4 separate regions of the Mus musculus genome follow, and all the other regions are linked to region 3. The links are chromatin contacts, called in public HiChIP or PLAC-seq maps. All regions are on one chromosome and are shown on one strand. Each heading gives the region's core, a stretch centred on a gene start, on an enhancer-like site or on the middle of the called end of the contact. The rest is flanking DNA. Distances are from core to core; before and after follow the strand shown.

What was found. HiChIP or PLAC-seq counts read pairs in DNA pulled down with a chosen protein or histone mark.
Region 1: a contact with region 3 is called in an HNF4G HiChIP or PLAC-seq map of pancreatic cancer cells. The contact joins two enhancer-like sites. A contact is called at or near these places in 3 of 115 datasets of contacts at active chromatin or transcription factors (astrocytes, embryonic basal ganglia and pancreatic cancer cells).
Region 2: a contact with region 3 is called in a FOXA1 HiChIP or PLAC-seq map of pancreatic cancer cells. The contact joins the promoter of Mrgprg here to the enhancer-like site in region 3. A contact is called at or near these places in 4 of 39 promoter capture datasets (embryonic stem cells, hippocampal neurons, liver and 1 more) and 2 of 115 datasets of contacts at active chromatin or transcription factors (embryonic stem cells and pancreatic cancer cells).
Region 4: a contact with region 3 is called in an HNF4G HiChIP or PLAC-seq map of pancreatic cancer cells. The contact joins two enhancer-like sites. A contact is called at or near these places in 2 of 115 datasets of contacts at active chromatin or transcription factors (embryonic stem cells and pancreatic cancer cells).

The regions. Positions count from the first base shown.
Region 1 is chr7:144,411,294-144,418,027 of GRCm38.p6, reverse strand. Shank2 (SH3 and multiple ankyrin repeat domains 2) reads right to left here. Exons shown (of 16, transcript NM_001113373.3): 15 at 6,160-6,734. Gm34621 (a long non-coding RNA gene) reads left to right here. Exons shown (of 4, transcript XR_003946689.1): 3 at 2,260-2,354; 4 at 2,737-2,962. Among named protein-coding and RNA genes, the nearest start is that of Gm34621, 4.8 kb to the left of the region's middle. Within about 2 kb of position 2,012, at least 40 of the 459 cell types and tissues checked have an H3K27ac peak or open chromatin away from gene starts, as enhancers often do. A contact at or near this core is called in pancreatic cancer cells, where this site is marked.
Region 2 is chr7:143,762,744-143,769,212 of GRCm38.p6, reverse strand. It overlaps Mrgprg (MAS-related GPR, member G), which reads left to right and starts at 2,220. Exons shown (of 2, transcript NM_203492.2): 1 at 2,220-2,342; 2 at 3,806-5,503. The coding sequence starts at 3,840. The coding sequence ends at 4,709.
Region 3 is chr7:144,035,383-144,042,099 of GRCm38.p6, reverse strand. It overlaps a transcript of Shank2 not described here. Among named protein-coding and RNA genes, the nearest start is that of Mir3105, 29 kb to the right of the region's middle. Within about 2 kb of position 3,944, at least 72 of the 459 cell types and tissues checked have an H3K27ac peak or open chromatin away from gene starts, as enhancers often do. A contact at or near this core is called in hippocampal neurons, liver and pancreatic cancer cells, where this site is marked.
Region 4 is chr7:144,335,119-144,341,831 of GRCm38.p6, reverse strand. The region is part of intron 7 of Shank2 (SH3 and multiple ankyrin repeat domains 2); the gene reads right to left. Among named protein-coding and RNA genes, the nearest start is that of Gm14372, 68 kb to the left of the region's middle. Within about 2 kb of position 1,366, at least 31 of the 459 cell types and tissues checked have an H3K27ac peak or open chromatin away from gene starts, as enhancers often do. A contact at or near this core is called in pancreatic cancer cells, where this site is marked.

The sequences.
Region 1 (6,734 bases), core at 763-3,262, 380 kb before region 3:
AAGAATGAATCTTGTTCCCAGTGGACCCAGGCCAACCTGCCCAGGCTAGGGCTCTGTATCACGTTTACACCCCAACATGGTGACCAGCCTAGTGGCTAATGGCATGGATCTGGTCCGGCCACATGCTTGGGGCTTACCGGTACCCCACCCAGCATGACAACTGCTGAGTTAAGTTGGACTGGTCTGCCTGCCGGCTTTGCTCTGCACCTTCTGGGTAGCCTGCCTCCTTCCTGGTGAATCACACAGTGATGACTCACAGGATCCTCCCGTGTGCGCAGATCATTATGTTGCTAGGCAACGGCGGGGCTGCTGGGCGGCATATACAGAAGTCTGTTACCCTGATTTAGAATAGATACACACTCACAAACACCCGCCTCTGGGAGGATCATCTCTAGCCTGCTTTTAAAATCAAATTCATTTAAAAAATGTGAGAATTAAGAAACAAAACAAAACCAGCCCAAGAGCGAATCCAGCTGCTCACAGACGCTCTTCACCTGTCTTTCCTGGCAGGAGCTGATGAGCTGGGGAGATGGAAGGGCAACCAGACTCACACTGTGGTTACTCAGTTTGAACCTGAGCAGAGGTGTGGGCCAGAGGCTCCTCAGGGGCCAGCACTAATGCTAGGGTTCTGAGGCATGGACCCTCAGTCCCAGGCTCCCCTCTGTATGAGCCACTAAATTCTAAGCTATTTGTCTTCCCTCCTTCCTCCCCCCTCTCTCTCCTCTTTTTAGTGACTTGAGACAGAGTCTCACTGTAGCCCCAGGTTATTTTAGAACTTATCAAAATCCCCCTGCCTCAGCCTCCCTAGCGTTGGCATTACAGGTATAGAACCCCATTGGGCATCAGCCTGCTTTCTTATGAAGCTGCTCTGCCTATCTAGGCTTCCACAAATGGGGCACGGGAAGGAGAGCCAGGTCATGTGTTTGCCTGAGTCTCAGAAGTTGGGACCCCCTCAGCACTTCTGATCCTGGTGCCTTGCAGTCACCACAGGCTCAGAGAACTGTGAGGACTCTGCTCACTCCACGCCTCTCTCCAGAATGGGAACAGAATACATAACCACAGAAGGAATGGCTGTGGGACACTGCCTGCTTTCCTGCCGAGGAAGCTGTCTCAGGCTCAGCACACTTGTCTGGGTTCCCACCCTGCTCACAAGTTGCCAGGACAGGAAGGCACCTACTTTCAGGAAGAACTGTTTACCTGTGATAGGATCTTGTCAAAAGAGGGATGAGACCAAGAGAGAAGACTTGACGGGTCTAGAGAGACGGCTTAGTGGTTTAGAGCACTGGCTGCTTTTGTAGAGGACCCAGGTTCATTTCCCAGAACCCACACACATGGTTCAACCATCTGTAACTCCAGTTCCAGAGGATCCAGTGCCCTCTTCTGCCCCTGCAAGTGCTACCTGTAAATGGCGTACGTACACACACACACACACACACACACACACACACACACACACAAGCAAGCAAAACATCCACTGCACATACAAATAGATAAATATGTTCTAAAAAGGAGACCTGCCGTTTGTTTGGTGGTCAAAGGAAGAGACTCTGGCAGACTAGTCACCTTAATATGTGGATAGTGGCAGGAAGTGCCAGGCTGTCCCCAGCAGGGCTCACCTCACTACTGAGTGCTGCTCCCTGGCAGTGCCATCACCCTCCTGCTTTGCTTGGTGACTGAGGTACCAGAGCTGTGTGGCAGTGCAGAGAGCTTGAGACGTCATGAAACAGAAGCCCATGCTCTAGGACCAGGTGGTCACAGCAGTTTAACAATCGTATTGATTAATACTGGTGACCCAGCTGAGAGCCAGAGGACAATGGCCAGGGTCGGAGGACTGCCCTGGGAGGACAGCAGGGGTGGCAGGGATTGAGTGAAGCCCCATCAGCACCTGGAGCGCTGCCTGCCCAGGGACCTTGGGTGTCTGTACCTCCTCAGTACCACTGTTTCTTTCCTGTGTGCTTCAGAAAGGTGAAGGCCGAACTCTGCCCCTTGTGGACTCACCACAAAGTGCTGGCAGTAGAGTGTACACCACACCCTTGGAGAGGAGCCATGGGGACTCCCTGGAGCACTCCCTACCCTGTGCTCTAGGGGGAGATGAACGCAAGCTGAGGTTTTTCCAAGGATGCTGGAAGAGAACAGGTTTCATCCTGTTGAGTGATGTGATGGCTGGTCTCTGGTCACAGCCAGCTTGAGGAGTCAGTGCTTATAGACAGGCAGCCGGGTCTAGCTCTCCAGTGTCTCCAAGGTACCTCTTGTCTCTAGCAACAGAAACCACCTGTCTTCAGCACAGACCTTGAAAGCATCTTCCTCATGTGACACGCATCCCGGGAGTGTCAACAAACTGGAGTCCACTCCTGGTAAGCCATGATAAGTCTGTGCGTGGTTTTCATCCCTTGGATGCAATCCTGTGTCCCCACAGCCTGCCCACTCCCCTGCCTGGTGGGTTGACGCTGACTCCCCCCACGGGCATGGAGAGTCTGATCTGGCCTAGCCTCACATGCTCCACCCATCATGTCCTGGGCTCCATGCTTCTGGTTTCTGCATAACTGGTTCCGGTGTGAACTTTAGGTCACTGAAATACCCTTCCTCTGAGTGCCAGCTCCATCCTAGTTCTGCCCTTTTGGAGCCTGGTCTTCTCCGTGGTACTTGTTACATATAGTTCTGTTGTTTCGTTTTGGCCATTTCTCACCTCAAGAGCTGGCATTCCCCAAGGGAACACTGGCTATGCTTTCTTAACAGGGACGTGCTTCTCTTAAATGACAAATTCTGAGTGCCATATGGCGCCTGGTGTCCTGGGCCATCAACAAGCTGCCTGAGTGGATGACAATGACTACGTTTCCCAGCTGTGGAGGACTGTACTGCAGAATCCTCTGTGGTGATGTCCTCTTGTCTCTTCTTTCTTGGGCTTGGTACTGGGCTGTAGACAGTGGTAGCAGCTTAGTAAACTCCCTACCATGGCTCGTCATTGGCCCTATGCACTTTAACCAGGACACCTAAGTGCTCTGCTTAGATCCATGAAGCAGTAAAAATGTGTGTCAGGCCTGCTGCCTCCACTGTGGGCCAGATTCAGATGACAGGAGGCTCTGAAAGCCAAAAGCCCTGTCCAACTGAAGGACATGCCAAGGTTACCCATGAAATGTTTGCATATCCATGTTTGCATACGCCACACCCTCGGAGAGGAGCGGTGGGGACTCCCTGGAGCACTCCCTACCCTGTGCTCTAGGGGGAGATGAACGCAAGCTGAGGTTTTCCCAAGGATGCTGGAAGAGAACAGGTTTCAGCATCAGGCCTATAGCCAGAATTGCTCACGGCTTTGCACCATGGTCTTTCAGTGGCTCTGATATCATACACTAACATATACACAAATATATTGAAAGAGAGTTCCAGCTGACTTTTTCAATATATTTGTAGTTAAATATGTCTAAATTCCACACTGTCTTGATCTTGGGGTCAGTCTACTGGGTATACTAAACCCCGGGTATCCTAAAGTTAGATTGCTTACACCCCAGGAAGCAAATGCCAGGCCTTCTAACTCTCTGCTCTTCCTGGATCCTGTCCTGGTGCCAGCATAAGACGAGGTCTCTTGGAGCTGCCAAGTAGCAAAAGGCCCATTATTTCAATTTACAAGCACAGCAAAGCTCTTGCCCATGTGGTGGAACCACTGAGGAACACGCTGAGAGCCAGGCTTTCCTTGGTGAGCAGTCATGCTTGAGGAAACAGGGTCTCTCTGCCTTAATGTGTGTCACGTCAGAGAGCATGGCCAGCTTTCAGTTATCTCTTGAAACCTTCATTTTCTTTCTCTCCTTTTGATTCTGAACCTCATTTGGCCCAGGGTGGTCCACAACTTAACTTTTAGAAGCATTTACAAGTGGCATTAGCAAGATGCTCAGACTGAGTGAATCTCTAGTTGTCATCCTGGGCCTGGCAGTGAAGGCAACGGAGAGGTGTCTGAGCAATGTAGGCAAGAGGCCAGTGCACCAAGGCAAGAGGCAGAGCTCGGTCACCTGCATATCCCATACAGGATGCATGCATGGTTCTGTGAACGGCTACCCCAGCCTGTGGCCCTCTGTGTCTCGCAGTTGCTGCTGGCATCCCAGGACCCTAAGCCCATGCCCAACCCAGTGCAATCCTTAGATTTGAAAAGGAGGGTCAGAGGCCTGTGTTTCCTCTACTGCTTGAGGTCAACAACAGTCATCTCTCCCCTCATTAGCAGGGGAGTTCTAGGTCTAATGGCGGTTCCTTTCTTCCCAGGAGCTCAGTCTTGTAGATGGTCTTCAGTGGTGATCCCTTTTTCCGAAGCCAACCCCCAGCCTCAGCTTCTAGAACCTTCCCATACAGTCCCTTTGACTCTTTGCCTCAGATTTCTCTCTCTGCTGGTTGATGGCCACGTTGCTGGTACCTATGTGACAGAATGGCCAATGTTTGTTGGTCCTTTGTAGGCGTTGGCTAAAGTCCTTGCTCTGAGAGGTCTGCGCCAGGAATAGACTGGCTGGGTGGAGCCAGTTTTTGAGTGCTAGTGATGCTCTCTCTGAGCACCCAGCCCACATCTGGCACCTACCTGGAGTAGGGAAAGACAATAGTCCCAGCCCCCAGTGGAGGGTAAGTCTCCTTCCCTCTCCTGGGAGCCACCAGACATTGTCTAACCAGAAAAAGAAAGGCAGCAAGGGTCATCTGCTGCGATTCAGAATTCCCCTGCAACCCCCCCCCCCCCCCCCGCACCTTCCCAATGCCAGCGGCCACCTCAGCTTTTCTCCTGTTGAAGACTGGGCAGCTATTGTAACCTCACTTTTAGAGAGAGGCTGCAATACCTGCTCGGCCTCTCTGAAGAATGGACTTAACACACAGGATCATGCTGCCCAGTCGTGAGGGACGCCACCCCAAGGGCTTGCAAATATTACTTTCACAAGAGGCTGTGGCATAAAAGACTCTATAGAGGAAAAATATGAACCAAGCATATTCCAAGGTTGCTGTGAGACTCCTGGACATGTTTAAAATATGCAGGTGTGTGGTTACCCCACCTCCCACCCACCAGAGTGGAGGGTTTCTGCAGGCCCGCCCAAGCTAGCAGGGAGCCACGGGAGCTTGCTTCTGCACACCACCTGTAGCAGGTTTCCCATTACCAAGCGGTGGCATCCGCACACTTCTTTACAACAGCCGCCAATCAGTATTTCTCAAAGGAGTTAAGGAGCCGTCCAAGTCCTCCATTTACAACCACACCAAAAGGTAACAGGAAGAATTGTGGCTCACAGCCCAAACCTCAAGACTCAGATGCAGTGTGATGTCCCTGATTAATGGGCTCGGTTGTTTGAATCAGATGCCTGCCCAGCGGGAGAATAAAGAAAGACTTCATTAGTCAAACCGATGAAACCTGAGCTCAACTGTCAGCCAGAGAGGCTGAGCACTACACACACGGAAGCGGAAAGACAGCACGAGTGTACATCACACAAGGAACAAAAACAGAAAGGCCATGAGTGAGGGTGGGGCCTGCAAGGCTGCCGAGTACCATCCTGAAACCACACAGGGGGCTGTTCTAGAACCTTCTGTTTGGACTTAGGAAGAATGTGTTTATTCTACCCCCCCCCCCATCCCAATGAAGGTAGCTTGTTAAGCCCTACGTGAGGCTGGAAACGGCCCATCGGGCGCAGCTGGCAGTGATTTCTTTGTGACGTCTGCCCCTGGGTGGGGTGATGCAGCAGAGGGGCAGGTGTTCATCCAGAGCAATGACCCAGCTCCTTCCAAATCCTCAACCCCAAGGGGGATTAAGGGAGAGGGAATGGTACACCCATGTTCAGACACTGGCCACCTCTGCTGACCAGTTTGGGTTTTAATGGAGCTCTGCCTGCCTTTGAGGTAGTCCTGGCAAAGGGCCAGAGGAAACGGAGCAGAGACCAAAGCTTCCTTCTGGAAGCGACCGTGGGCCTGGTCCCGTGCAATCTGGTTCCTTTATGTGTCTTTAGGAAGGTGTGTCATAGGCTGCATGGCAGCCATGGCCTTGGCTCTGCCGTAGTCCGGTGACAGGAGGATGGTGGCAACATGGTTATAGCCTAATGGGTGTGGCAGAGGCCATGCAGGTCCCCTCTTCTCGGCTGCATAGGTGGCTCCCCAATGGTTTCTTTTGGCCAGCACTGGACCACACATTCCCCAAGCTGATTGGGAACTTACCTTGGAGCGAGGTTGGCCGACTTGGCTCCCACCGGCAGCTCCAGCCCTTCCCCGGGCTTGACCGATTTCCCCCTGTTCATCTGCTGCAGAATGGAGTTTAGCTCACTAATGACATTTGCCTTTGGGCCTGAGAGAATTGGGCTTTTGACCTCTGGAACGTCACCCCACAACTTGGAGGTCCTTGGCTGGATGACCTTCGCCACACCGGCCTGGGCGCTGCCCGGCGGGGGCGGGGGTGCAGGTGGGGGGATCACAAAGCCATCCGTGTCCTCTTCTGGGAGCGTGTCTTGGTAAAGTGCGTTGCTCTTGTGAACGATGGGCTTCATTTTTGGCTTTGGAGGTACTGGGGGCTTGTCAACCACAAAGGCTTGCCCGTCTGCATAGACTGTGCAGGTGTCCATGCTCTCGCCGCCCTCTGAGGACAGCGTGGAGATGCTGGACACCGTGGAGATGGTGCTGGTAGTCTCCAGGTGGTGGTCGCTGCTACTCCGGCTGTCCACCTCCTCAATCCCCGAGTCGGTGACTGCATCGAAACTTTCGGGGGGTGGCAGGAACGAGGAGGGCAGACAGTTCGA
Region 2 (6,469 bases), core at 971-3,470, 270 kb after region 3:
GCTCAAAGGACGGGAAGGTAGTGCTGTTCAACAGGAGTCGGCAACGCGGTTCAGTGGGTATTGCCACCAAGGCTGACAACCTGAGTCCAATTTCTAGAACCAATATGGTGGAAGGAGAGAACTGACTCCCACAAGTGAGCTTCTGACCTCAGTGCACACACACACACACACACACACACACACACACACACACAACTGTAATTTAAAATTGGGGAGGGGGAGAAATTGAGACATTTGGGCCACATGACTCAGGGATGATTCCAGGTATAAGGTCCCAGTCAACAGGCAGCACTGTGATGGGGTCAGAGGGGGGAGGGGTCCAGGCTTAATCACACGAGGACACTGACCTTAGCTTCTCTGGGGACCTCCTGGGTGGTCTCAGAGGCTTAGCAGTTTGCCACTTACACCAAACAGGAACTAATGGTCTCACAGAACAAACAGGTAGCCTGGTGACCTCAGCACACTAGGGATAGGACACACTGGGGTTTACATGGGGACAGGGGAAGGTTGTCCCCATTCTGACACCCAGGACGAGTCTGTTCTCCCTTTAGTTGGTTCAATCACGAAACCTCAGTGCTAGGAGCTAAACTCAGGTCTTCCAGAAGAGCAGGGAGACCTTCGGCTCCTGAGCCATCTGTCTAGCCCAGGGCTTGAGGTGTTAAATCACACATGTACTTTTGGTCATATTCACACAGCAGCTGTTAGAGACAGACCACAGGCCATATCTTATCAGATCAGAACGTCAATTCTGTGTCACATTCGAAAACCAATATCAAAGTCCTGTCCAATCCTACACTGTCACAGGAGAGGTGCCAAGTGCTTGGTTGTCTCCCTGCTGCCTGCTTCGGTGGTGCACAGACTCTCCAGCTGCTGTGGACTCCTCTAGATCACCTCACAGTACCGGCACACTATGACAATTATATTAATCCTTGAGGGCAAAGCCCTGAAGAAGAACAACAACAAAGGCCTACCAGAACAATGAAAAGTTGGGGAGATTTGGGGCTGCACAGTGCTTGTGTGTGTTGTAAGGGTGCATCCCACAGAGGACAGAGTATGGATCTGGCTTGACATGATGGCAGCCATCTTGAGCCACAGCTGTCTGAGTCACCATAAGATGGGTTTTCCTGCATATTTACTTAGCTAACCATAACACAGAGCCTTGAAAGCACATGCGTACTGGATGACTTGGAGGGTGCGCCTGGCTTTTGATGGAATCTGAAGATAAACCAGAGACCTTCAGGCATGAGAGCATGCTTTGGTCTTTATCCACCCAACGTCTGGGTGCCCAGCTCCCCAGGACCTTCCTCTGCCAGTGAGTCTCCAGAATATCTCACTGTGCAGTCCTAGCTCTATTGGACTCTCCCTATTCCCTTCCAACTGCTGTGTGAGTTTATGTGCACATGTGTGTAGGTGCATGCACATCTGTGCAGGTGTATGTGCTGCCTAAAGATCAGCACTGAGTGTGTGTCTTCTTAATTACCCTACACATTAAAAAACATTTTAAAGTCCATGCTGTTGTTGTTTTGAGACAACATCTCACAATACCATCCTGGTTGACCTGGAAACTCTGTGCAGACTTGCAGAAATCTGTCTGCCTCTGCCTCCCAAGTGCTGGGATTAAAGGTGTGGGCCACAACCTCTGGCTTAAATATGTTTTTAAGTTTATCTGTGTGTGTGCACAAATGTGCCACCACATGTGTCCAGATCAGAGGGAAACTTTTAGGAATCAATTTTCTTCTTTTATGGGGATCCCTGGAATTGAACTTAGGTTGTCAGGCTTGGGTGTGGCAAGAACCTTTACCCACTGAGCCCTCTCACTGGCCCAATACCTTATTTTTTAAAGATAAGACTTTGCAGCAAATGTAGTGATTGGCATAGCCAGCTGAATATCAAGTCCCATGAGTCCTCTGGTCTCCATCTCTCAGTACTGGGGTCACAAGCATGCACCATGATGCCCAACTTTTATTAAAGGTGCAGGGGATCCAAACTCAAATTCTCATACCTGCATAGCGAGAACTTTACTGACTGATCCATCTTTACAGATGTCATCTCTTCCTTTGGTCCCGAGCACCTAAGGCCAGGGACCATTCCAGAATGGGCGGCGTGCAAGGCTCTCTGTTTTCATCTCCCAGATGAAAAGGAGGAGCCTCCCACACTGACAGCTCTGTTTGAGCTCATTCCTTTGATTTCCGTGAAAAGGTGACACACCCACCCCACTTCTAGGGAACTGGCAGGAGCCAGCCTCAGAGGACAGAAGGGGATTTAGGGGCCAGGAGGAGATCAAGACAACAAGTGTGGGCTGAGCGAGCTGGAGACAGCCACTGTCAGCAGGCGGTCATCAGGTGAGAAGGTTAATATGCCCCTCTACCTGCTTCCCTAAGCAAGAAGCACCCCTTCTCTTACCCTCTACATCACTTGCCTGCCTGGCTCTCAGGGGGGTGCTGGTGGCTCTGAGGATGTCCTCTAAAAGGGACCTTATGGGGAAGGCAGTTAAGGGAGCCTTGGAAGCTGAGGCTCAGGCTTGAAACTCATTGCTCCAGGTCCATTGGAGAACAAGGATGAGGAAGATGCCCCACCCCACCTACCGCATCCCCTTTCAGATCTAGCCTTGGCTCCACCAGCCAGAATCCACACAGGAGTAGATGTCTGGATTTACACCCTTGGGGGCTCACAGAGGGGAAGAGTCTTGCCTCTGTCACCACTCTGATGCGTGAAGGTTCAGTCCTTAATTTCAAGGTCCTGAGGACCTGTACTCTGACCTTGACAGCTGAACTGGTAGGTTGAATCACCATCTCCCACAGGTGCTAGGAAGGATGCTTGGTGATGAGATGGTGGGTGATACTCATCAGGACACTGCAGAAGGTTTGGCCCTGTGAGAGGAAGCAGGGTCTGATGGAGGCTGGGTCTCAGTGAGTACAGAGATAGCTAGGGTTCTGGGTAGGGGACACAGCCCAGACCAGGAATGAGGGTCATACGTAAAGTACACAATATACATCTCTTTCCATCTTTGACTATGTTTTCCCATGTCTGTCCCTTCCTCTTTATCTCTACCTCTATTCTCTATTTCTCTCTGTGTCTGTCTGTCCATCTCTCTTCTCCACTCCATTACCCCCCAGCCCTGGTCTATCTTTTCCTATTGCTGTTCCTCCCTGGCAGTCCCTGTCCCCAGAGCCTGGGTCCTCATACCCTGGATCTTGGACAAGGTCCATCATGGGCTCTGTGGAAAAAGGTACTGCTCTGAAACACTCGCCTCCATGAGGGTACCAGAAACTCTCCTGCTTGCTCCCTAAGAAGATTTGGGGCCCTGAGACCCATCATCAAAGTCCCAGACTCTGACATGAAGCTTCAGAGTTAGCCACAGTTCCTCAGGACCCTGGGCTTTAATGTCGCGCTCTAAAAGGACAGTGTGGGGAAAGTCCCCTGAAGCCTCACCTAGCACAGAATGGAGTGTCCTGGGTCAGAGCAGGCACTATCAGAGACCCTGGGGTGGGTGTGATCAGAGCCTTAGAGAAAGCATTCTCACATTGGTACTACAGTTAAAAAGAAAGGGGAGTCTCTCCACCTGTGGCCCCTTTGTCTGAATGTGGTGGGCCTCTGCATGGGGACACCTCATTCAGGATGGGTTGTCTAACCAGGATGAGGGCAGAGAGAGCTGCTTCCAAGCAAAGCAGCTGTGAGGGGGTAACCTGGTATCACATGCAGCCAGGAAGGGGCTTGAGACAACTCGGACTCTGGAAGCTGCAGGCTCTTGCTTTCCACACTCGGGGCACAGCAGCTTCGTAGTGAACACTGTCACCCTTTGCAGGGGCCTCCCAGAGCACCCACGGAAGCCAGCCAGGATGTTCTCCATATTCAACATCTGGGGCACATTCAACAAAGTGCTCTTCTTCCTCAGCCTCACTGTCAGCCTTGCAGGGCTGGTGGGCAACGCTCTGCTGCTCTGGCACCTCGGTCTGCACATTAAGAAGGGACCCTTCAACACCTACCTGCTGCACCTGGCTGCTGCCGATTTCCTCTTCCTCTCATGCCAAGTTGGCTTCTCTATTGCTACGATCGTGTCGGGCCATGAGGACACACTCTACTTCCCAGTCACCTTCCTGTGGTTTGCCGTGGGGCTCTGGCTGCTGGCTGCCTTCAGTGTGGACTGTTGCCTCGCCTACATGTTCCCCTCCTTTTGCAGCCCCAACCGCCGTCCCAGGTTCACTTCAGTTGTCCTCTGCCTCGTGATCTGGGCCCTGACCATGCCGGCCGTGCTGTTGCCAGCCAACGCCTGTGGGCTGCTAAAAAACGGAATGAGTCTGCTGGTCTGCCTCAAGTACCATTGGACCAGTGTCACCTGGCTAGCGGTACTGTCTGGCATGGCATGTGGGGCAAGCAAGTTTCTCTTAATCTTTGGGAACTGCTGCTCTTCACAGCCACCCCCCAAGTTCTGCAAGTTGGCCCAGTGCTCTGGGATCCTTCTGTTCTTCTGTCGCCTACCCCTGGTTGTCTACTGGTGCCTGCGGCCAGTCTTAAAATTCCTGCTCCCCTTCTTCTTTCCACTGGCCACCCTCCTGGCCTGCATTGACAGCAGTGCAAAGCCCCTCTTGTACTACATGAAGGGCAGGCAGCTCAGGAAGGACCCACTGCAGGTAGCCCTAAACAGGGCTCTAGGGGAAGAGTCCCAGTCAGGTCTTGGGGGGCTATCCTTGCCCATGCACCAAGTGTAGAGAGTGGCCATTATACGCCCACCTACCCTGCCCTCAGAGCTGCCAGGGGGTCCCAGTCTTGCTCAAACCTTTGCGACGGCCAAGCTCTGATCCTGGGAATTTTATGGCTTCCTCTTGTATGCAGGAGAGAAGGGATGGGGGCCAGATTGCATATTGAACACGCACAGGAGACGGCAAGGAGGGCAGGAACAGACAGAGAAGCAGGTGCGTGAAGGAGGATCCCAGAACTATAATGAGGACATGGATCCTACCTCCTTCTGCCCCTACAGCATCCTACCTGAGGAAGCTGCCCCTCAACCCCAGTACACCAGGAGCTTCCTCCTGCCGTAGATGAGTCAGAAGACTAGAACTACAGCATCAGCTCCTGGGGAGCATTCTCTGCTTTTGGAGAAACTGAGGCTGACCGCCTCCCCAATTCTCCAGCCTGGTGTTACTACTCATAGCAGCCACAAGGTGGAGCTGTTTCATCACTAAATAAACCTAGTCTGTCCTGTGCCCAAGTCTTCCTCAAGTTCTTGCTTCCTGGGCACTTCTGCTTCTCAGGTGTCCCCAAGGGCCGACACAGTGCAAGCAGGGGGCCCTGGATCCTACCCAGATCCCATCCCATCCCCAGCTCTGGGCTCCTCTAGGACTGTGCTCACTCAAGCTTTTTCTGTAGACCCCCACCTTGACCTGTCAGCCAGCTTAACCTACAGTTTGAGAGAAGAGAGAGCTAAGCTTCCAAAGTACACATTATTTTGTACATGTTATGATGTTTCTTTAATAATTAAAATAAAAAAGCAGAAAGCAACCTATCTGCATTGTTGTTCTTAAATCAGTCAAGCCCTGGCCCTGGAGAGACAGCTCAGCAGTTAAGAGCATGGGATGTACCTCCAGAGTATTTGGGTTCAGTTCCCAAGATCCACTTGGTGGCTCATAACCATCTGTTCCAGGGGATCTGGCATCCTCTATGGTCTCTATAGGCACTTCATGCACACAGTGCAGAGCCATAACACCCAGACATATAACATTAAAATGTAAAGAACATTCAAACCTTACCAAAAACACCAGGAAAATAAGCCAGCAACAAGCTGCCCAGCCGCATGGAAACTTCTGGCATGAAAAATATTCCAGTCATGTACCTTTCTAACAGAGACCCTCAAAAAATTCCTCTACATATGTGTCTAGGTGCCCATGTGGATCTGCATGTAAGTGCACACACATGTGCATGGAGGCCAGGGGCCAACTTTAAATTGTTGTCCCTCATGGGTCATTCACATTTGGGGCGGGGGCAGAGTCTCTCACTAGGCCCTGTAGCTTGCTGATAAAACTTGAGATGGAGCTCTCTGGACTGGAGTGGCTCTAAAAGGAAATATGGGAGACATGAGACCCTTAGACTAAAGTCCAGCATAGGTTCAGGAGGGGTAGGTGGAGGACCCAGTGGAGGAGGCTGCTCTGGGGAGGCAGGGTGGGGAAGAGCTGCCCATTCTTTGTGCACTTCACCCTAGATTCCAAGGAACAGAGTGGTCCCTTCCAGGAAGGCTTGCCCCTGGGGTAAGAGGAAAGAACAAACCTGAGGTCAGCTGCATCCTCCTTGCCCAAGGACAGAGATCCTGGGCCCTGTAGGGCTGTCCACCTGTTGTCCAGAGGCAACAGGTGAATATCTCAGCAGCTGACAGCCCTGGGGAATATGATAAATGGCTTGGTATACACAGATGCGGGGCACAAGGCAGGTGCTTCCCAGGCCACTGCTGGGTATGAGGATGCTGGCAAAGCCCAGA
Region 3 (6,717 bases), core at 2,695-5,194:
CCAATCTGATCTACATTGAAAGATACGGTGTGAAAAAATTCAAAAACAAGAAACAACCAGGACCCCAGTGGATTTGCGAGTGTTGGTGTGTGCATAGATTTGAGGTGACAGATATGTCTCCAATAGTAGAGACAGGACTCAGACCATATCCCTGTGAGTGCACTTACCATGCGAGTGCAGAACAGGGAGAGACAGAGCGATCCATGAGAGGACAGCTGGCTAGTCGGTGCATGAATCCCTTCAGGGACTAGAGAACTCGATGACTGGGGGGCTGTGCCCCCCACCTGTGAATACTCTAAGGTTCACTGAAGCACTCACTGTCCATGAGTGAACAGTGCGGTTATATGAATTACGATGAGGTTTTTTTTTTTTTTTTTTTAAAGAAAGAAAATGGAGGCTGAGGAAATGATTTGGCCGCTAAAACTTGCTGTGCTAGCATGAGGCCAAGAGTTCAGATCCCCAGAACCCCGTAATCCATCCTCAGAAAAAGGATCCCCAGAGCAAGCTGCTACTAGCAAGCCTAGCCGTAGGACAGATGAGCTCTGGGTTTGATTGAGAGACCCTGCCTCAGCTGACAAGGTGGGAGAGCCACAATCAAGGATGAGTCTCTACATTCACCTCCGGCCACCACACCCACAAGTCACACAAGCATACCAACTCCTGCACATATGCAAACATGCATATACACACATGTATTCCAGCACATAACCACACCAACTCACACATACATGCAAACATGCGTATACACACATGTATACCACACATATACAAAATGAGAAAGAAAAAGAAAGAAAATGGGGTTTTGGTCTTAGTCTCAGAAACATCCATGACATGGGCACTCTATTTCAAATTGATTGACAGGTCACTGTTAAGGGCTCTGTAAACTCCTCCCCTCCACCTAGGACTCTGTAAGAGCCTGTGGCTCTGATCTTATCATTCCTGTCCTTGGCCCAGTCACCAGGGACTTATGCAGTCCCTCCTCTCCTTCCCAGCTCTGTACCTGGCTCCCCACCCTGCTGTTTCTCCTTCTCCCCAGGAGTCTCCCTCTTTTTCCAGCCTTCCTCCAGCCAGAGCAGCCAAGGCCATGAGCACAAATTCAGTGAAATCACATGCTCTGAACAGAACTCACTCGGCCACCAAAACCACCATGCCCTGGCCGTGTCTCAGTCCTCCCCTATGACCATACATTCTGCTGTGAGAGAAATTACAACTCCAAGACGGCCAAAGGCCTGAGAAAGTCAGGCAGAGCTCCTGTTGGATAGAGCAGTGTCTGAGCTCCCTTTGGGGCAGCTAGAAGTCCTATAAGAACCAAATAAGGCAGTGACCACCATGATGCTGAGTGAGATGCCAGTCACTGAAGCTACTGACTTGTGGCCTGATCTACTTGGAAATGTCCAGAACAAGAAAAACAGAGACAGAGGGTAGAAGCACATTTGTCAGGCTGGCAGTGGGCGTGAGGGATCTTTCTGGGATGTTGGAGTGTGTCAAACCTGGATGAAGTCAATGGGCAAACAGCTTGCTAAGTTCACTAGAAATTGTTGACCCGAATGCTTAAAACAAACAGAGTCTGGGATCTATAAAAACCTACAAATCAATAAAGCTCTTTTGACTGTTTAGAAGAGAGGACACTACTTTTTAAAGGTAAACCTAGCTGAGGAAGATACTCAGAGCTGGGCCAGGTGTGGGGGAAGGGAAGAACTATGTTCCAGGCTGCACCCAGACTCAGTCAGAGGCCTCTGGGCTTCCACAAAGGATCCAAGAGGAGCGAGCTCACAGTTGACAGAAGTTGTTATGTTAGGGATGTGGTGATGGTGGGCCCAGGGTTACAGGCAGACAATGAGCTGGGATACCTGCTGGATGGATAGTATAAGGAGCCAGCTGTCCCTGAGCTGGGGAGGGAAGATAAGATAATGACATGCACAGTGGGGAGCTGAGATTCCAGGGAAAAGAATTCTGCAGACAGGAGCCTCTGGCTGGAATCAGAGACTGGGAATGGTGAGCTGAGAGCTACAAGGTGTGAGCTAGCTGCAAGCTGAGATCTAAGCTAGATGTGGGGACTAGGAGCTTTGACTAGGGAGCAAGGCACTGGAGAACTAGCCCTCTGCTGGAGGCCTGTTAGTGACTTGGCTAAGACACTTACTTAATCATTAGTCTAAAATTTAGTGACTAGTGAGATGATGCTGTTGGGAACAAGATGGCAGGTGAACTATATGGAGCCAGCATCCTCTAGGCAGTGCATATTAAAGAATCCAGAACAAATCTTCCTGATGTGGAATGAAGGTGTCACCATGCCTAAAAACCTTCACCTGCTTTCTAAAAACATATCTGCTTTCTAAAAACATAGACACCATGAGCTGTGGAAGACATATCACATTCTCTCCTTCCATGGTGCCAAGAACAATGTTCAAACAGCTGATCAGGGTGATACGTTGCATGCCAGCCTTCCTGCACTCTCTCAGCATGGATGGTCACTATGGTCCTTTCTCAGCTACTAGACAGGGACATGGGTTCAAGTGTCTTTGTTCCCCTGGTACTCAAAAACACAGGACATTTCATACATGTAAGGCCAACTGGACAGTCACCTGCCCGTGACCAAAAGCACAAGAGGGAGATGACCACCCTGTGCCCGGAGATGCAGTTCCATCTCAATGACAAATGTAATGGTCAAGAGTGCTTCTGAGCCAGGAAAATTAGGTAGACCATTCAGACGCAGGTGATGGATGGTTGCTGATGCGGGAGGCAGGGAGAGTGACATGGAGAGGAAATGACTTCTAGGAGTGCCAGATCTGGAGCAGTGGCTTCTGGGAGGTACATGAGCAAGAGAGGGAGAGAGAGTCAAACACAGAGAGAGGAAGGATGAATGGCAATAAATTGTCTTTAAGGGGGTCAGGGTGGTAGATGAAAAGCTTTTTGCTAAATGAAATAACCCATAGGAAGATACATCTATGTCATAAATGGAAGTACTAATTAAGGAAAAAGGGGCCAGCCTTGTTTCCCTATAACGGCTGCCAGGAGATGAGCCAGGGAGGTGGAGTGGAGGGGATGGGGCTTGGACTGATAGCTTTGGCTGAGCTCCTGGTGCCAAGCCTGACTGGAGGTTGAGGGGCTGCTGCTGGGAACCCTAGAGAGCCCCTCCCCCCACTCCGCAGTACTCCTCTGCCACCTCCCGGGAATAAATGTGGGTTCGATCATTGCTGCTGCGCAGCTCGGCCACAACCAGCGCTGTACCCACTCCCTTATTCACTGTTCTCCAAAAATATAACAGAAGAGCCCACTTTGCTTGGTACTGATTTGGTCACATGCCACTTTTTAAAAGGCCACATTGAATGGCCACTGCCAGTTGTATACCACATTCGGAATGATGCAGAAATGTGCTTCAACTTACTCCTGGCACCCTTTATTAACTCTTCCCAGTCCTCTAAAACCACCACCCAGCCCCTGCTCAGCCAGGGCTCCAAGGGTGCCTTGTCAGTACTGCCCAAGGCTTTCCTGGCCTGGGCTCACAGGAGTTGTGAGCTCAGAAATAGCAGGCAGCAGAAGACAGCAGGGTTGTGCCTCATGGGGCAGTGAAGGACAGCCCCACAGCTTCTCCAGGCACCGCCACCCAGTGTGTAGACACTGGGGGCCCCTGGGGCAAGCTGGCTGGCAGCTCCACTCAGCTCCTCCGGGCAGGATTCCAGGAATTGTGTCATGTCCCCAGCTAGACAGAGGATTTAGCCCGCAAGGGACGGCATGCGGGAACAATGTCCGCTCTGTTGCTGACAACTCATACCCGTGGGATTGCCTGTCTCTGCCTCCAGTGGCTTTGTTTGTCTTGAACAGAATGAAGTGAAATGGTCTTTAGAAAGTTCCAGAACAGATTACACTCCTGAGAGAGCCCTTCCGGTTACAAAGTGCGATTGCCCTTCTGGTCTTCAGTACTAGGTGACCAGGGCAGCCTTTCCCAGCATTCCCAGTAACCCAGTGCAAACAAGCAGATGCAGGACCTGTGGGAGAAATGGGCCTGTACCACAGTAAAGGTGACCAGCCAGGAACTGTCCAAAGCAGGCAGGGAACATGGAGCTTGGGCTTGCCAGATGTCAGTTCTGTGGTTGCTCATGCTATACCACACTAGGCTTCTTCTCAGAGTCCTGTGAACCCTCCTTAGTCACCTAACCCATCCTGGATGCTAAGGAACACTATGGCAGCTGGGATGACTCAATAGACCTCCCACAATAGGCATGCATGCACATGCGTGCTCGCGCACACACACACACGCACACGCACGCGCGCGCACACAGCAAGACCAGACTGTGGTCCCAGGACTGTTTACCACACAAGCTGCTCAGTAGCCACCTTCCCACACTGAATACAAGTTGCATGTATAAACTAGGCCTGGGTACCTGGCAGTCAGTGGGCACATCATGGGCCTTTTGCTCAGCGGGTTTTCAGACCTTAGACCATCTGCTCTGTCTCTCACCGGCTCCCTTCTGATCCTCCATGCTCCTTCTACAAAATGGGGTGTTTGCTGCTACACTATTCACAGCAGCTCACACAGATGTCTGATGCATGAATAGAGAAAATACAGTGTATGCCTGCAATGGAATCTTAAATAGCCATAAGGAATAAAGTCGTGACATTTGCAGGAAAATGAATGAAACTGGAGGCTGTTTTATTAAGCAAAATAAGCCAGACTCAAAAAGACAAATATTGCATGTTTGCTCTCATATGAACAACCTGGATTTAAATGTGTGGTGTGGGGGGGGGGGGGAGTAGGAAGGGCACTGTGAGAAAGGAGAAGACAGGCTATTTGGGAGGAGGAAGCAGACCAACAAAGAGGTAGACAGACAGGGAAGGGCAGTTGAGAGGAAGGTAGAGTGAGGACAGGGAAGGAGAGTGAGGGGAGGTAGAGGGGGGAAGAGGAAGGGGCAGGGATGGTCAGTGGGAGGAGGTAGAGGGGGGAGGGGAGAAGGCAGGTGGAGGAGGGAGGGAAGGTGACAAGGAAGGACAGTGGGGAGAGGTAGAGGGGGGAGGGGAGAAGGTAGGGGGAGGGGGGAGGGAGGGGAAGGGAGGGAGCAGGGAAGGAGTGAGTATTGGTGGAGGGAGAGGGAAAGGGGCAGGGAAAAACAGTGTAGGGGAGGGGCTGGGTAGGACAGTGGAGAGAGAGGGAGGGGGACATGGAGGTGACAGGGAAGAACAACTGGTAGGAGATGGAGGGGGCAGGGAAGGACAGTGGGGAAGAAGATGAACAAGAACAAAGTTTAATTGCATGTATGTACGAAAATGTCACAAGCAAACGCACTTCATGTGTTATCAAAGAGCCTTACTAAAACCTTCAGCACATGCTGAGCCTCCCTGGTGACCAGGCTGCTGTATGGTTCTGTCTCCTCCCAGCTGTACATCACCAAGGTTCTATTTGAACACCTAAGATTCTGGTCCTCTCCATAGGTGTGTTAGCCTTCAACAAAGATGCTCAGACCCACTACCAAGGTCAAGGATGTTACAAGGACTCTACAGAACACATTCAAGACCTTAATATGGTGTCTGTCATGAGGTCAACATTCAGGAAACCATTTAACACCTTTTGGTATAATTATGTCACACTGGGATTCCTCCTGCATGGGACACACCCACAGGGATGTGTTGAGTCAGGATCAGCTTGAGGCAAGGCTGCATCCTGCCTGAGTGCAGTGAGTCCCACCCATCCTGGGGATAGACTCCAGCAGAGAAGAAGTGTACTATGGTCTGTACCTGCTCCCGGCAGCGAAACCCTCACCACTCCCTCTGCCCTCCCAGCTTTGATGTTCAGGTTCTAGGTCTGCCACCCTAGAGTGCTCTTACAGTCTGTAGCATGTGCACCTACGTCAATAGGCAGTTCTGGGAAATAAAGATTTACCAGATAAAACACTGTAACAGAAAGATAGCTCAAATGGATGATGGGGCATGGGCTCTCTACTTTGGAGACCAACACTGAGGGAGACAGTCTCGGGGAATCAAGTAAGTCAAACTAAATGTTGTAAAATACAAAAGCCAGCCTAGAAAATCCCCAAGGCATTACACACGGTCAGAACCGACCCGATCCAATGATCTGTGAGATACAGAAGGCTGTGGTAGGAGGAGTGCCTCTTCCATCTCATTGCCGCTCTCTCCCCCTCCTTGGGTGAGAGATAAGGTTATGGAACCAGCTCTTGGGAGACCCTTTAGGCGGTGCTCTCCACTGAGTGATGGGGGCAGAGGGGGTCCATCGGTGATGAAGACACTTAGTCTCTGTTCAGGGGACTTCCCAAGGAAAAGCACTTAAGATAACGTTTGGAAGAAAAAAGATAAAGAGATAGCTGCCCAGCCCTCTAGAAAGATTCACACACACACACACACACACACACACACCAGACAGACAGGCAGGCAGGCTGGCAGACTGATATATCTAACTTCTCAAACTGGCCCCACAGAGGAAGGACTGTCTTAAGAAACATTATACTCAGGAGGGAAATAATCAGACATCAGAACATATCCCAAACAACAGCTCCAGAGAATACTTGTCAGAAGCAGAGAGTACGAAGCTATGAAAACAGATCGTACTCCAGATCAGAATCCTGGGGACAAACAGCTCCAGCCAAATGCCTAATACAAAGACACTGGAGAACTCAACAGAGAGGGACTGAGATGCAGACACGGAGCAGAAACTCCCAGAGTGACACTAGCTGGTTCCCCTGATAGACAGGAGCCAGGAGAGCAACA
Region 4 (6,713 bases), core at 117-2,616, 300 kb before region 3:
TATTCATCTATGCACCTATCTATCTACACATCATCCATCCACCTTCCATCCATTCATGGACTCATTCATTTAGTCATCCACTCATTTATTCATGAATGCATACACATCCATTTACCCACCCACCCACCTATTACTCCTTCATGCGTTCACCCATGAATTCATTCATTCATTCATTCATTCATTCATTCATGTACTCATCTATCCAGTCATTCATGCATGCATACATGCACCCAATGCAACCATGCATGCAAACATCCAGTGGGCACACTTCAGTCTCTGTTCCAGGTTGCAATGATACAACAATGAGTTACACATTCATAGAGGTTGCCAGCTGCAGGTATGGGGGAAGGGCTCACAGGAAGGTGTGTGTGGTCCAGCTCTCCACTTCCCTGACAAAAGCAAGCTGCCTATGGCTGCCTTCCACCAGCCACAGCCACTGGGCAAAGTTGAAGCATAAGAGGAGACTCTCTTACAGTTGTCAGCCCAAGGCTGCAGCCACACCCCAGCCTTCCTATGTGGTCTTAGCTGTGTCCACAGCTCTGATACCCGGGGGTCACACCTAGTCTCTTGCTGTCCAAGGGTCAAAGCCAGGCAGGAATGGCCAGATTCCTGTGATGGTAAGCGACTGGCTCCTGCATCCTCAGGGGCGTGTTGTGGTCCTGCAACAAAGTAAGCCCAGGTCCATGAGCCCCCGGTACCCACAGAAAGCAGGTCTCTCAACCAGCAAACTTGATGTGAGACAGACTTAAACTGCAGAACAGACTCAAAGAACCCCAAGCAGGGAGGGCAGGGCTTTGTCCCCGATCTTGATCTTGCGTGAGAGGCGGCTTGGGCAGTTGTCTAGGCTGAAAAAGAGCAGACCTCACACCAGCCAGTATGGAACAACCATAGCTCACAATTAAACCAGCAGCTCTGAGATGGGGCTGACCACATGGTGACTAGTGAAAGCACAAGGCAGGGGTCCTTTTCATTCGTGTCCACGTTTAGTCTATGAAGGCTGTCTCTCCCTCATTCTTAGCTTTATTATAGAGCCACTCCGCACTGGCTGCCTGACTCATGGAATTACTATTTGCTCAAAAGTTATATAAAAAAAAAAGTCTTGAAAATGCTATCACTCTGGCTTTCCTTCTAATAACGTCCATTGCAGATCAACAGATAAGCAAGACATGGTGTGTCCATACAGAAAACCATTACTCAACCACAGAAAGGAACAGGGACCTTGTCTGTATTGCAATATGGATGGCACTCTGTGGTCATGAGTAATGGCATGAGTAATGGCAGAAGCCGCTTGTAAAACAGCACATGTTGTGATGAGTCTGTTCCTCTGAGTTGTCTGAGTCGGGAAAGTCCGCAGAGACCGCTACTTAGTGATGCCGGGCAGGAGGAGAGGTTGGGGGAAGGCTCAGATGGGTGGATCCAGGGAGTCACTGTGTATGTATGTGAGAGAATGTTCTGAAAACAGATGAAGCTGGTGGCCAAACATAGTGCAAGGGTAGCTAAACTCCAGGTTTTAAATGTGAAGTTTTACTACGCCTAGCAGTGCACACCTGCAATCCCAAGTGTCTGCAAAGCTGAGGCAGGAGGATACTCAGCTTGAGGCCAGGCTGGGTTCCCTTCCTCACTCCTAAAGGGCTTACTTTTATCTTGGAGGTGTTTTAGCATGCACTTGAACAAGTGTCAGGACAGAGGAGGTCTGGAGTCTCCCAGAGCAGACAGAGGACCTAGAAGGAGGACCTGCCACCCCCAACCTCCACCATTACTGGTATCTGTGACCTGTTGCTGCTTCCTCTCACTCATTGGATCATCAGCTCACACAGATGCCACCTCCTTGCTAATATATGGAAGCTCCATGGTCTCTCCTGCCCATCCTCAGGAGTGAGGGTGGCCCTGAAGACCACCCCAGGAAGCCTTGTGCCAGTTCTCCTGTAGGCATACTACAGCCAGTTGTCTGCCTGCATCTGTTAAAAATACCGGTGCCATCTGTGGCAACTTATAATTGAATAAATTTATTTATAACATAATGGGGGCTTGTTCTGAAGACAATGCTTATATCTCTGAGATGATGATTCTGAGACCCAAGTGTCCTCAGTCTGGGGCCACGTACCCTGCAATAAAAACCACACAGCTCACAGGTTCCCTGCAGAGGCTCAGTCCAGGACTGGTGAGGTTTCCCTGTTCAGTGAATGGTGTCAACATTAACTTTGTGTCTACTGCAATCTCTCACAGTGGGCCCTGCATTGGAAATGGCAAAGATGTTCTACAAAGATGAGTTCATGCTGGAATGTGGGTCCTTACCACTCCATACCAGGGATTATCTGAGACACACACCCAGAGAGATGCCAGTGATGGGGCCAAAAGCCGAGGAGTGCTGAGGATGCTAGGATTTGCCAGCAGCAGGAAGGGTGAGGTGGGACCTTCCATGGGAGCCTGTGGAGTATCTAACCCTGTGACTTTGGACTTCAGGCCTACAGAGCAATGAATGAGAGACTCAGAAGATGGCTCAGTTCATAAAGTGCCTGAAGATTTGAGTCCAAATTCTCAGCACTGGTGTACAAAGCCAGGCTTGGTGATGCACCTATGATCCCAGCATCAAGGTGAGACTGGAGGATCCCTGGGCTCACTGGCCTGCCAGCCTAGTTGAATGAGAGAGCTCCATCCAGGTTCAGTGAGATACTTTGTCTTAAAAATTAGGATGGAGAGTAGAGGAAGATACCTGACACTGACCTCTGGTCTTCACACGTGTGTGCACACACATGAACATTCACTTTACATGTATGTGCACACACACAAACATTCACACGCAGATTAAAAGAATACAGACCTCCGAGCAAGACTGCCATGCCAGCCTTTGTCACGGTGGCCATGGGGAATCTTCTCCCTGACCAGCTTCCTACCTTGCACATGGTAGCATGTGCGGCAAGTCTGCAGAAGGCCAGAGGGGTATCTGGCAGAATCCCAACATTTCCTTGGACTAACTGACTTCCTTGTTTCCTGAAGGACAGACCCAGTATTTGGATGTGAAGAAAGAAGGGGGACACTGACTGTTAGGTCAGTTCCAGAAGGAGTTTTCCATCACAGTAGGGTGTGGTCCAGGATACTTCTGAGGGTCAAGAGGGACAACAAGAGGGGTCCTGGGGCCCCTTGCTCATCGGAATCCTGAGCACCCAGAAACAGAGACTTGTTCTTAAGTCTTGGTCTAGGATTCCAAGGACACAAGTGGGGGGATAGATGGCCCAGTAGACGAGGTGCAGGACAAAGAATATCCTAGGTGTCAGCTGAGACCTCTCACCTTTGTCCCTCCGCATCACAGGAGAAACGACAACGTGGCCTCGTGGGCCTCAGCAGAGCTCACTTTGCTGCAGATGTGCCCAAGCTGTGTGTGCATGGCTGATGACAGCTATGAACAGGAACAGCACAAAAGGGGAAAGTTTCTTAAAATATTTTTTAAAAACTTAAATTTTTTCTTTTACAATGTATGTGTGTGTGTGTGTGTGTGTGTGTGTGTGTGTGTGTGTAATTTGATTTCATGGTTCTTAAGTGTAATGATGTAGATGACAATGTCATATATTATAGTGTCGAGGATGATGCCCGGAGCTGGGTCCTCCCAGTGTACGAACTCAGCATCTTCCAGTAGAGGAAGTGAAATATGTGATAGGTGGGGATGGAGATGGTACATGGCTGAAGTCTAGCCTGGGCAGAGGCTCTGAGGGAAAGCACTTGGTTCACACCATATTTGGGTGTCCTGAGCTCCTGGCTGGCCGTGTGCAAAGGCTGAGCCTAGTCTCCTGGTATTTGGGTGTGAGATTCCATCCCCACCCCTGGCAGTAGCAAGGTGGCTGCATAAGACCACATGGTGACAAATGCAGTCTGTTCTGGCACAAGGTACCACTGGGTGCCTACTCGGGCCAGGTTTTCATGCTCTCTCTGCAATCTGCCCTTGGCTGGCATCGACTTACTCTCTCCCTACACAACCACTGTGGCTCCTCAGGGCTGCCAGGGCTGTCTTGGGAGTCATCATTTGACCCCATGAGACATGGTGTCCAGCCAGGCTCCCTGTAGGGAGAGAGCCTACCTGGTCTATTAGTTATGTTTCTCCTCATGGTGGTCAAATGCCTGACCAGGAGTTTTAAAAAAGAGGATGGTTTTGGCTCACAGTCTGAAGGATCTTATGTCATTCTGGGAAGGCATGACAAATGGGAACAGGAGATTGCCTGCTTACATCTGGGCAGATCAAAAAACAGAAATTCGACAAGACATGGAGCTCCACTCTACCCCTCAGGGCCTATCCCTCCGTGACCCATTTCCTCCACCAAGACCCCGCCTCTTAAATGTTCCACAACTCCCATCTGCTGGGGGTCAAGTGTTCAAACACACGCACTTGTGGGGACATTCCATACCCAAACCATGATATCTGGTCTCACTGTAAATGTTTCTTCAGAGATGTTTTCAAGGGTCCCAGACCAGGCGGTCTAGGGAAAAGCAGGTCCTGCAACTATGGGTCCATGCTGTCCACAGATGGCCCCTGACCTATGCTGATGGAGGCCTTCTAAACTCCTAAACTCCAGCTGTTGCTAGGGTGGGCAAGGCCTGTAGAGTCCAGAGCCACTGGGGACACTATTTGAGAGGGCAGACTGGTCACTTCCAGCTGTGATAGGGGAGTGAGAGGTGGGGACACTCCCCAGCCCCTGCACACACACACATACATACACACTGAATATTGGCTGAGTCTTGTGAGGACAGGAAGGAAAGGGGGCGGGGGCAGACATGGGCATAGTTGTCTTTGGGCAACTGGAAGGAGCCAAATAAGGCTCTGCTTCCAGCCCTGACTTGGAGGAATCATAACTGAAGAATCAGCACTAACTAGATGCCACAAAACTCACAAAAGAGCCCTTGCAGATAGCAGCTTTCTGAGCCAGCTGCCTACAGAGGCTCCACCTTCACAGGCTCCACCCCTGGTCACCACCACTACAGACTCTACCCACTGTGAATCCACCCACCACATGCTCCACCCACTCTAGGCTCCACCCCAAGCTCTTCTTCCTAGGATGAGCAATCCAGCTGAGGCCTTGTGGCACTAGCAGGGAAGGAGGCAGCAGAGGTCTCAGTCACTGTTAGAATAGAAGATTAGCAGCTGGTACTACAGTGAGTGAGCTGGTGGAAAATCAATTGCTGTTATTAATCATCCATGTGCTCCTCCCAAATGATAAAAACAAGCAGTAGATGAAAACTTAATATCCATTTGTAATCTGGGCACAGCAGGGCACTGCTGTCATCCCAGTACTCAGGAGGTGGAGGTTGGAGGTCATCCTCAGCCTTACAGTGAGTTGGAAGCTAGCCTGGGCTAAATGAGACCCTGTCTCAAACAAACAAAATTTAAAAAAAAATCTATTTTCAATTTAGGTGAAAAACATCTCTGCATACTAGAAAAAGATGACCCAAAGTGGCAGAAATCTGAAGATCAAATCTTAAGATTGGGAAACCAGGGACACCTGCCCTCTTCATCGCCCTTCCCAGCAGGCAGAGAGAGGAAGAAGTGGGCCATAAAAGGCACAAGCAGCTCATAAAATAGGAGAATTAATTAGAGGATTCAGCAAGGTGCTGGTAGAATCCAGAATCGATACTCCACAGCCAGCCACTTCTTGATATTTCAGCCAAATAGCAAGAGCAAGTTCAAAAAATATCCATGAAGCGTCAGCTAATGTCCTGAGAAATGAATAATAATATAAAAAATTGCTGTGGAGGCTTTAGGCATGATCACAAGGTCTTCTTGGAAGACATTAAGGAAGGCTGAATCAAGTGGAGAGATTCACCCATTCCCGGTTCAGCAGGCACTGTAACAAAGACATTCATTTTCCCAAAGCCAGTTATTCCAGGTCAGTGCAAGTGTAGTGAAGACCCTCTAGACACCTCAAAGATAGGACTTTGAAACATGGACACACAGCAAGTGGATACATAGTGACTACTGAGTTGCTGATGGGGAGCGCCAAGAAAGGAGAGTATGAGGGTCCATCTTCAAGGTCCAATAGAGGGGATTTGGAATCACCTGTGAGACACACCTGTAATCTTAGCAGTGAGAAAGTCACCTGAGAGGTTTAACTGGGGAAAGACCCTCTCAAATGTAGACGGCACCATCCCATGAACGGGGCCCCTGAACTGAAGGAAAAGGAGAAAGTAAGTTGAGCATTAGAGTTCATCTCTGTGCTTCCTGACTGGGGATACAATGTGACCAGCTGCCTGCGGCTCCTGCCACTCTGCCTTCTTGCCTTCCCTTTATGGACTGTGCCCTCAAACTGTAAGTCCTCAAACTGTGAGCCATCAACTGTGAAACAAATAAACCTTTCTCCTCTTAAGCTGTTTTGGTCAGGTGTTTGTCCCAGCAGTGAGAGGTCACTGATACAATGTGATACTCAGAAATGTTACAGGAAGACTGTGTTAGCCACAGCAAGCAGAAAAGATGAACTTGGTTCCTGGCCTCACAGCACACATAAGAAACACAAATGCTTACAAACAAGAAGCAAGCATAAGAAATTTCTGGAAAATATGGTGGAAAGTAGCCTGAGACACTGTGGTAAGGAAGAATGTTTCAGAGGAAGCCAGCAGTCACAAGCTCGGAGTTTGTTTGACAAATTCTTTCACACTAAACGAGAAACAATTGGCTGCCATAAAAGAGAGACGGCACAAACTAGGGACTGATAAGCAGAATACATAAAGAA